2 separate regions of the Ovis aries genome follow, and region 1 is linked to region 2. A link is a contact called in public Hi-C data. All regions are on one chromosome and are shown on one strand. Each heading gives the region's core, a stretch centred on a gene start, on an enhancer-like site or on the middle of the called end of the contact. The rest is flanking DNA. Distances are from core to core; before and after follow the strand shown.

The links. A called contact is a pair of places that touch in the nucleus more often than the background predicts.
Region 1: a Hi-C map of tail adipose tissue shows a contact between it and region 2, with 6 times the contacts expected there. The contact joins the promoter of EBF1 here to the enhancer-like site in region 2. A contact is called at or near these places in 7 of 16 Hi-C or Micro-C datasets (hypothalamus, liver, muscle and 3 more).

Annotation. Positions count from the first base shown.
Region 1 is chr5:68,272,057-68,276,895 of ARS-UI_Ramb_v3.0, forward strand. It overlaps EBF1 (EBF transcription factor 1), which reads right to left and starts at 3,466. Exons shown (of 16, transcript XM_012178874.5): 1 at 2,451-3,466; 2 at 211-367. The coding sequence starts at 2,584. It overlaps LOC121819668 (a long non-coding RNA gene), which reads left to right and starts at 3,640. Exons shown (of 3, transcript XR_009600725.1): 1 at 3,640-3,960.
Region 2 is chr5:67,233,127-67,237,819 of ARS-UI_Ramb_v3.0, forward strand. No RefSeq gene overlaps it. Among named protein-coding and RNA genes, the nearest start is that of CLINT1, 200 kb to the left of the region's middle. Within about 2 kb of position 1,550, at least 5 of the 54 cell types and tissues checked have an H3K27ac peak or open chromatin away from gene starts, as enhancers often do. A contact at or near this core is called in liver and tail adipose tissue, where this site is marked.

The sequences.
Region 1 (4,839 bases), core at 2,216-4,715, 1.0 Mb after region 2:
CTCTCCAGCTCCGGGAGTCGGTGCGAACTTTTCCGGAGCAGAAGCTCATGAACGGGGAGCCCAGGTTCGCCCAGAACGGGAAGTGGCTTGGGGACCCCGCGCAGGGATGTGCTATGGATGCTCTGCACTCGCGGAGGAGCGCGCCTCCCAAAGCGCCTGGGCCTGCTTCCTGGCCAGGGGGCGAGGGGCAGCGGCGCTGCGCCCACTTACTTTTTCCTTCTCCACGAACCCCACAAAGGCTGTCCTCTCGATCTCCACGGGCTGGCCCTGTCTGTCGTAGAGGGCCAGGACGAAGTGGAAGAAGTTGGATTTCCGCAGATTGGAAGGCGGCTGCTTCTCAAAGTGAGCCCGGGCCAGACCCACCCCGCTGCGGCCAAAGACGTAGAGTTAGACGGCTAAGCGGGACAACAACCTGCGACCCCTTGTCACCCCTTACACACGCGCGAACGCTCAAACAACCACCTTGTCTGCCCCCCAAAACGCCCAGTGGGCTCCCTACACGCCCCCTCAGGCTCCTCGGGCCCACCAGGCGATGGGACCAGAGTGCCAGCAACTGTCCCGTCCTCCCCGCCGAGAACCGGCGCGCCCCCGGAATTTGACGAAGAGGTGTGAAAGTTTTGTTTGGGTTTTGCACAAGAGATAAAACGCTGTACGCATTTATTCCGACTGGACTCCGCTGCGTAGGGGAGTAAGAAAAGAAGCGGTGGCTGAGGGGAACCCGATCGCGGCATAGAGACGGCCGCTGACAACTTAGAGGGTGGGATGGGAGTTGGTTCCCGCCACCCCCTCGAGTCTCCCGTGGGCAGGAGAGAATGGAGGGGAATATGCTCAGCTCCTCGCTGCAGCAGCCATCCTCCGGGAAACCTTATGTGCCCCCGGGACAGCCGCGGATGCCCGGCATCGGGAAGCTGCATGTCCCCCCCACCCCCCCAAGGAAAGCATGTGGAGGAAAAGGACCTGCGGGTGGAACTCAGAGCCGTCAGGGGTGGTCGCTGTGGGAAAGGGAATTGATTTTTTTAAAGACCTGTCCTGACAAAGTTTTACTGTTCGCAGAAATCCTCACACGCTTTCCAGAAATCCTATGAACAAGGGCTGACGGCTGAGCGCGCCCTCCCGGGGGTTGGAGCCTGGGGCGCCTGGGGCGCCAGGGGCTCAGTGAGGCCACTGACAGCTCGACCTGCCCGGACACAAGGGCTCGCGCACACACGCACGCGCCACACACAACAAACACACACACTTTCGCTTCTAGCCCGGTTACCCAACTCACTCTCACTACCAACCACCCCCATCCTTATTATCACTGGGGACGGGAACAGTGTTGTGGACACTTGTCCCCAGCCCGGAGAAGATGAGGATGATGTAATTAGTCATCTTCCTTCTTCCCCTTCCGCTCTTTCTGGGCGGGATAGAGTCTTGGGCCACCATATCTCCCACTCTCCCAAGCCCAAATGGTGGCCTGAAAAAAGGGGGGACCATTTCTCAGTTGGGACCAGGAGTCCCCAGAAAGGGCACAGAGGGTGCCCGGGGAAAGTTCCCCCAGGTCAGTCTCCTGGAGCAGTGCCTCCAGGCCATACAACCGAGCATCCCAGGAGCTGAGAGTGGCAGAGGGGCTTAGAAGGGGCCATAGTTACAGACTGTCGGGAAGACTTTCAGAAGATGTCAGAATTAAAGTTAGGAGTTGCTCTTCTCCGGGTGGACCAAGAAAAACTGAAAACTACAAAGAGGAAAGGAGCATCAGAGGAGAAATAAGATGATTCTAGGGGGAAATGTAAAGAGAAAAGGAGTTAAGAGAAGGGGAAAAGAGGAAAGAGGGAGAAAGTGAAGAAAGAAGAGGCAGGAAAGAAGGAAAAGAAGGAAGGAGAAGAAAGGGGGAAAGAAAGGAAGTGAAGAAAGGAAAGGAGGAAGAAAGAAAAGAAAGGGAGGAAGAGAGGGAGCAGGAAAGGAAGGAGAAGGAAAGAAAGTTTTCAAGTGAGAGAAAAGGGTAAAAAGAAAGAAAAAGAGGAGGAAGGAAAGGAAGAAAGAGGAAGAGAAAGCAAAGAAGAAGCAAAGAAATGAAAAAAGGCAAATAAATGACAGAAAAGCGGAAAAAAATGAAAGGAAAGAAAGAAAAGACAGCCGGCCAGAAAAGAAATAGCAATCACAGAAAAACACAGATATCCAACATCACGCTGGTGAGAGCCTCTTCTGGCTTAAAACAAAATGAAAACAGTCACAGACCAGGCAGGGTAAAGTGCCGGTAAATCGTGGGCTCCTCGCAGGCAGCTCCTGGCTCTTCGGCCGCAGGCAACCAAGACCTGGCGGCCGGGGAGCGCGGAGCCCCGGAGGCTAGCAGAGCCCAGCCGTAGACGCTAGAGCGCGGCTCGACCCCGCGGCGGCCACTGCCGCTACCGCCGCCCGGCTTTGCTGCTCGCGGCTTGCCTCCCCGGCCGCGGTCCCCCAGCGGTACCCACCTCTGCGCCGCCGTGTTGGCGTCCAGCACCCCGGCGCCCTGCATCCACGTCCGCACCGCGTTCATGCCGCTGCCCAGCGGCTCTTCCTTCATGCTGCTTCCACTCCGTTGGATGCTTTCCTGAATCCCAAACATGAAAACAACCTTTTCTTGTGGAAAATCTCCTCCCCCTTGAAAATTTGAAAAAAAAAAAAAAAAGGCAAAGAAAACGCCAGCCAGAGATTTTTTTTTTTTTTTTTTGAGTCGATGAACTCGCGCTAGATCAAGGCGGGCTGGAAAGCAAATTTTTAAAAAAATGTAAACCTTCTCTCAAAATTGAGCGATAACCCCCAAAAAGAGAGAGAGAGAGAGAGAGAGAGAAAAGGAAGGGAAAATCCAACAAAAAGACCAAAATAAAAAAAATAGAGATGTGTGCTTGGCTGTTGGGGGTTGTTTGGTTGGTTAATTTTTGGTTTGGGTGCTTTTTTTTGCTTTTTTTTTTTTTTTGCTTTTTTTTTTTTTTTTTTTTGTAATGATCACAGGCCGGTGAAGGACAGGAGGGGCTGGAGTTTCCTTTTGTAGAGGTACCGTTCACTTGAAGAAGCAGGAAGAAAAAAAAAAAAAAAAAAAAAACCCTGATGGCAATTTAAGAAACAATAGACTCAACTCGCGCTGCCGGCTTTGCTACTTCAAGTGTCATTTTCCACAACCAGGCAAGTTTTTCCTCTCTCTCTCTCTCTTTTTTTTTCCTCCTTCTCTCCCAACCAAAGATGTTTCTTTCCTTTCAGCGTGTATAGATGAGGAGGACGCTGGTTGCCGTAGACAGATACACCAGAGAGGGAGAGTAGGGTGGGGGGAAGGGGGAGGGGGTAGGGAAAGACAGAAAGAGGAAAGGAGAGGAGAGGAGAGGGAGAGAGAGAGAGAGGTGGACCCTGCTAGATAGAGATTCTGTTTTCTCCTTGCTAAAATAGAAGTGATTTGCAGGCTTTCCCTATGGAATCCAGTTTGACTCTCCCCAGAGCTAAACACAAGCACACTAACCCCAAAGGGAGGAGGCGGGGCCCGCGCCACAAGGGCCCGCCCCTTCATTTGCATAACGTCATCCTTCCGCCTCGCCGTAGCCAATCGCGGCCCCGGAGCCTCCGGGCTCTCAGCGCAGGGCCACGCTCCCTCATTAACATCCCTCACCGGGTGGCGCAGGGGAGCCGGCCAAAGTTATTTGCAAAGTGGCGAGCGAAGGATCGTTGAGTACCCGCGTCCGAGCTGCAGAGGAGCGGGGCTGAGCTGGGAAGTGCCGGGCAGAAGGGAGACAGAAGGAAGGGGAGGAGGATATTCTTCTCAGGGATTTGAGCTGGGGTCTGCATCCTGGCCATTGCAGTCCGCTTAGCATCCTCGCCGCGCTCTGAGCGCGCTCGAGGCGCACAGGCTTCGCCCTCCCAGGGTCGTGTCCTGCTCCGCTGTTCTGGGACGTCGGGGGCAAAAGTGGAGGAGACGGGAGAGCTCGGGCAGAGAAAGCAGGACGCGCATCCCAGGTGCCCACCTCTTCGCTTTGAGGAGGGGGTGGTGGGTTGGAAAAATGGGTGCGCGAGGTCGGCGCTGGGAGCTCGCGGAGGGCACTGCCTCCACGTTGGGAGAGAGGGGTGGACCCTGGGCCGGGGCAAGGGAAGCGCTGTGGATCCCCAGAGAGAGGTGGACCGGGCTTTGCCTCTAGTCAAGTCTCTGAAACACTTCTCGCTGGGCCGCTTGCCTGGAGACAGCCGGCGTTAGGCACTGGCCTCACGTGCTCACTTCTTTGGCGCATTCTGCGGGATGGATAGGTAAACGGTGGAACGAATGCTCTCACTGTAGATGTGCCAGGCTGCGTTTTAAAATTTTGCTGGCGTTCAATCCCCACCCTCTCATCTCCGCCCCCCAAATAGATTCTTCCCTTAGTGTAACTACCAAAGCAAAAACAACGTCTCTGATGAGTTACTTGGTGTAGGGTTTCTCTCTTCCTTGTTCTTTCTGTTAAAATTGGAGCTTGAACAAACCCTCCCCCAACTTCTGCCTCTGCGACCTGTCCAGAAAGAAAGATCTGGAGAAGGAGGGAATGAAGGGAGGGAAAGAGGGAAGAAGGAAGGGAAGAAGAAATGGTCCCCTACCTCAGATCTTTCAACATATATGGTTGTGGCTGGCAAAGGAAATAGCTAGATGTTTCTGGGTAATGCACCCCATCATTTTTTAGCAGGTTGTAACCTCTAATAAGCACATGGTGAACTTCTGTTTCATTGCTCTCAAAGGAACTCCCTGACTGCAGCCAAATCTGCTAAAGGCTCCTTCGGGGAAATTCTCTGCCAGAAATCCAGGTCCCCTTTCTGCCTGCCTTTCTTGGCCCTTTGATTTAGGAAGCTCATGGGGTCATTGATAGAAAA
Region 2 (4,693 bases), core at 300-2,799:
TTATGCAAGTCTGGGTTTAGGGCAGTTTCCCCTGGAACATACCTTCTATGTATTTGCAGTGACCTTTCCCATTGTTTCGGAGAAGGCAATGGCACCCCACTCCAGTACTCTTGCTTGGCAAATCCCATGGACGGAGGAGCCTGGAAGGCTACAGAATATGGGGTCACTGCCACTGTTGCACCCTACTTAAAATATTCTCCCCCAAAGTGGCCTATCCCTTGTCTCAGTTAATAATTATCTGTATTTGGAAGGAAAAATATTTACATGTTGACAGTTGTTCTCTGGGGTATGGAGTACACAGTATAGATCTTGGCATAGTTTTTGTTGAAAAAAAAAAAAAAAGCTTAAAGAGAAGAAACCTAAAGAAGGAGCTAGACTTTTACTTGAAACTGAAAAGATATCCTCTCCCACTCTTCCCCTCATAAACATTATATATATATATTATAGTGACATTTTTAGTCCATTTTGAAATGTATTGATTTGTTTCCTGTGAGTCATTGTCTGTTTCTTCTGTGTTGAAAAACACACTAAATATCAATGTGATGATATAAATATATATGTGTGGGTGGATGGGAGGGTGAAGGGAATTTTCCTTTAGATTCTAAGAAGGGAAATAGCTTTCTTCTAGGTTCCCACATCATCAATCAACTCATCACATCCTCAGTCTACTTCATTTTCTCCCTCAAAACAAAACCGAATAATCACATCTGGTTTTAAAGCTTGAGAAAAACACTTCAGAAAGTTCTGAGATGGTCCATTATTTGGTGGAATCATAGACGTTTTTGTAGTCCAATTCTGGATTGAAGAGATGTCCAGACGCTATTTCCATTTTGGGCAGTAGAGGGCAGACGTCTCCAGTGCTGCCTTCCTTAAGATTACCCTGGCAACATTATGTTTATGCAAACAGCCTTTGACATAATAGCTTTGAAACAGCTGAAAATTGAATTGTGCCTTGAGGCCAAACATCTAGACCACCACCTTTGTTATATTCATCTGCCACAGTAAATTGGGTTCACCATTGGCTCCGGGAGCTGCTTTTTCCTGGATTCCAGTCCCACAATAACTTTGCGTAGGAGAAAGACAAATGTGACTTCCTTACACAAAATGTTGGCTGGGTTTCATTTCACAAATTCTTATCTGAGGGACTGGAGATTGCAGTGTGGATTTCTCCAGCCATCTGAAGAGAATAAAATAAAAGGAAAACTGGAAACCTAAACCAAATCCATCTAATACTGGAATCTCTCTGTGTGTTTCCATAGTTTTTTAGCTTCCCCACTTAATCTAATTAGGGCTTTGCCTCCCGAAATAAATACCTAATAAAGAATGAACCTATTAAAAGACTAAATTTACTACACACCCGTTTGTGCAAACGCTCTGCATGTTTCCTTGAAGCAGTAATGCCGATGAAATTGAACGTTGTTTGACTGGATAATGGTCTCCCGCTGTAAGACGGATTATAGAAAATAAACATCGAGGGGGGGAAAGCCAGTAACTTTATTGAATTCCATCGATGATAATGCCATCACCTGAAATAGCTGCCTGAAAAGAGTGTAAATGGGAGTGAAGCAGCAGCATCTAGAGCCAATTTGCAACTGGGGAACAGTTCATTTTCTTGGAAGTAATTTTATTTTGTTTTGGGTTCACTGCCCTGGTTTGGGGGGGTTGACAAAAAGATTTTTAAACGAAATGTGTTTGTGGGTATATCAAATGCTTTTCATAAAAGAGCATTTAGACATTGACTAATTGACTAAATCGTTCATTCAACAGTAAATATTTCATGAGGACCTATTGTGTGCTAGACACTATTTGGGAGCTGAGGGGATGCTAATGACCAAAACAGATGTGTTATTTCTCTCATGAAACTTACAGTCTAGTGGAGGATGTAGAATCCATCAGCAAATATTTATTAAACACCTACTTTACAGCAAGATCATGATCACAAAATAACTACAAAATTGCAACCCAGATGAGTATTGTGAAGGCCAAGTAGTGAGGATGTTGGACCAGGATGTATGCCATTCTTTTGAAGAAAAATTTTATGGCTTATCATGTAGGATCAAAGAGACTCCCAGGCCAGTATGGAGATTGGCCTATTAGAGAGTTTGTTAATATGCTTGTGAATTTGACAAATGGGTTCATAATAATTTACCAAAGTTTCCTTTTCTTGACAGAAATCTATAGTAATTCCCATCTGATTTGCCTTATAGGATGGATATATGAGTAAAAATAAGAAAATATGCCCCAAAGTGCTTTGTAGTTAATGAAAATAACAGATTATTATGGGCTGATGCTTTCCTAGGGCTTCCCCATATGAGAATTCTTCAGGAGACAAGAGGAATGTAGGTTGATCAACAGTGACCATTTCAAGCAGTGTATAGATAAGTGATGAAGTATGTAGCATAGATAGTAAGATACACTGGGAGAGGCCAGGGAAAAGGTAAACCTTGAAGAATAAGTGGGGTTTAGAGAGAGGACAGCAGGAATCCCAGGCTAGCCAATGTTTTGGGCTTAAGGGATGCTGGTACAGACTTTGGCAGGAGGAACACAGTGGCTAGGAGTGCGAGGCTGTCCTAGTAGATGCAGCTCAAGTTCTGGGTGGTGCCACAGGGTCCCCACGGACCATTTGTGAGGCTGACACCTGACAGTGTTAGATGGTACTCCAGAGGCTTTTTGCAACGTCCTCCTCTGCTCATTGGCATCAGTGTCCTGTTCCTCATGTCTCACCCAGCTATTCCATATTCTCTACCACCCCTCCTCCAGGCCTTGCATGCTCTTCCAGAACCCTGCTTTCCAAAGTGTGTCTGGTTGTTAACTGGTACAAAGACACTGATGGGAGAGCATGGGAACATTCAAATTTGATTTCCCTTTCCTGAAAAGACAGTGCTGAAAACCACAGCTTCTTAAACATGTGTAATGTATGAACCCCCCTTTTAAAGGAGAAAAATTCTCTGAACTGTGGAGAAAACAACCCCTATTTGGGAAATTCTGACCTAGTAAACTTTCAACTGCAAATTGTCACTGCAAAAGAGAAGTTTGGTCTTGTAGTTGGTAGACACTTTTTTTTTTCTTCTGAAATTATCATTGAAATGAAAATATACGATTGAAAAATGTTTTTGAAACCCTTAGGCCCTTGAGAAAATTGGCCTTTCCTTGCCCATTAAATTAAACACTGCAGGGGACTCCCTATACCACCAGGGTCTCAGTGCCCCTGTCACTTGCCCCATTTTTTCATTATTTGTCTTATGACAGCCAAGTGGCATTTCTTTGATGATTAATGATGCTGGGGTTTCTTACCAGTCTCCATACTACCTCCTTGTGAGGACCCAAAAGAACCAGTTCCCTGCACTCCTGTTCAAAAGTACTGTTGCAGTCAGGGTCAGTTCCGCAGGTCAGTTCCACATTTAGCTAATGGAGAACTAGCCCTCTCTAGAAGTTTCTTATAAAGTCTCAGAGATTCAGCTTCATCATCTCCCTCAGTGTTCACGTCTTCTTCAGGCCTCATGGAGAAATCTGGCCAGAGGAGACAGGCATTTGGAGACAGGCAATCTAAGACAGAAAATGTCTTAGATTGGGGGGCATGGTTTTGGTAAGCTCAAGAGAGCATCTTCATCTTTGAATGATTCCGATCAAGCCAAATCATCCTTGCTTGTGCCTTTGTTATGTCTACATTTTGGGCAGCAGGAAGGGAAAAAGAGATTGGAAAAAAGGGCAAAGACAGCATAAGAAACAAAGAAGTGGGACTTCCTTGGTGTTTCAGTGGCTAAGACTCTGTGCTCCTAATGCAGGGGGCCTGGTTCGATCCCTTGTTGGGGGAACTAGATCCCACATGCCACAACTAAGAGTTTGCATGCCCCAACTAAAGATCCTGTATGCTGCAACGAGGGCCTATTGCAGGCAAATAAATAAATAAACTGTTAAAATAAAAAACCAGTGGGGAATTTGAGGGACAAAAAAAGAGAAAAGAAAGATGTTTCCTCATAGTAACATCAAAAAGGACATTAGGCAGTGGGACTAATATATTACCAGATGATTTATGCCGCATCCTGCTATATAGTGTGGAGCAATCTCCACCCACAAATCAGATATGTGATGTGTGTGTATGTGTGTGTGTGTGTCTGTGTGTGTTAGTTGCTCAGTTGTGTCTGACTCTTTGTGACTCCATGGACTGTACCCCACTAGGCTCCTGTGTCCATGGAATTCTCCAGGCAAGAATACTGGAGTGGGTAGCCATTCCCTTTTCCTAAGGGATTTTCCTGACCTAGGAATTGAATCTGAGTCTTCTGCATTGCAGGCAGATTCTTTACCGTCTGAGCTACCAGCCTTGCATCCTGACGGTTGGAGGGAAATCCAGCTTGAGTCACTGTGGGAGTTCCTTTGAACCTTCCCTGCTACTCCCTGACCCCTACCTAGACGTCTGTTTGCCAAGGTTCTAGGCTTTTCCTTAATGCAAGATAGGTGTGGTGCAGTAGATCTGCCTTCAAGATACCTTTAGAATATGGTGAGAGGGTTTCGATATCTATCTAATTTTCTCGCAGCTTTTTAAAAATGTCTTTTGAATAGGTAGTACTTGCCCATGGTTCAGAATTCAAAAGATATATCTTGAAGAGCCACTCTCCCACCCTTATTCCCCAGCCACCCAGTTCTCCCCAGAGGCAACCACTATTAGCTGTTTCTTTTGTTACCTGCTGGAAAT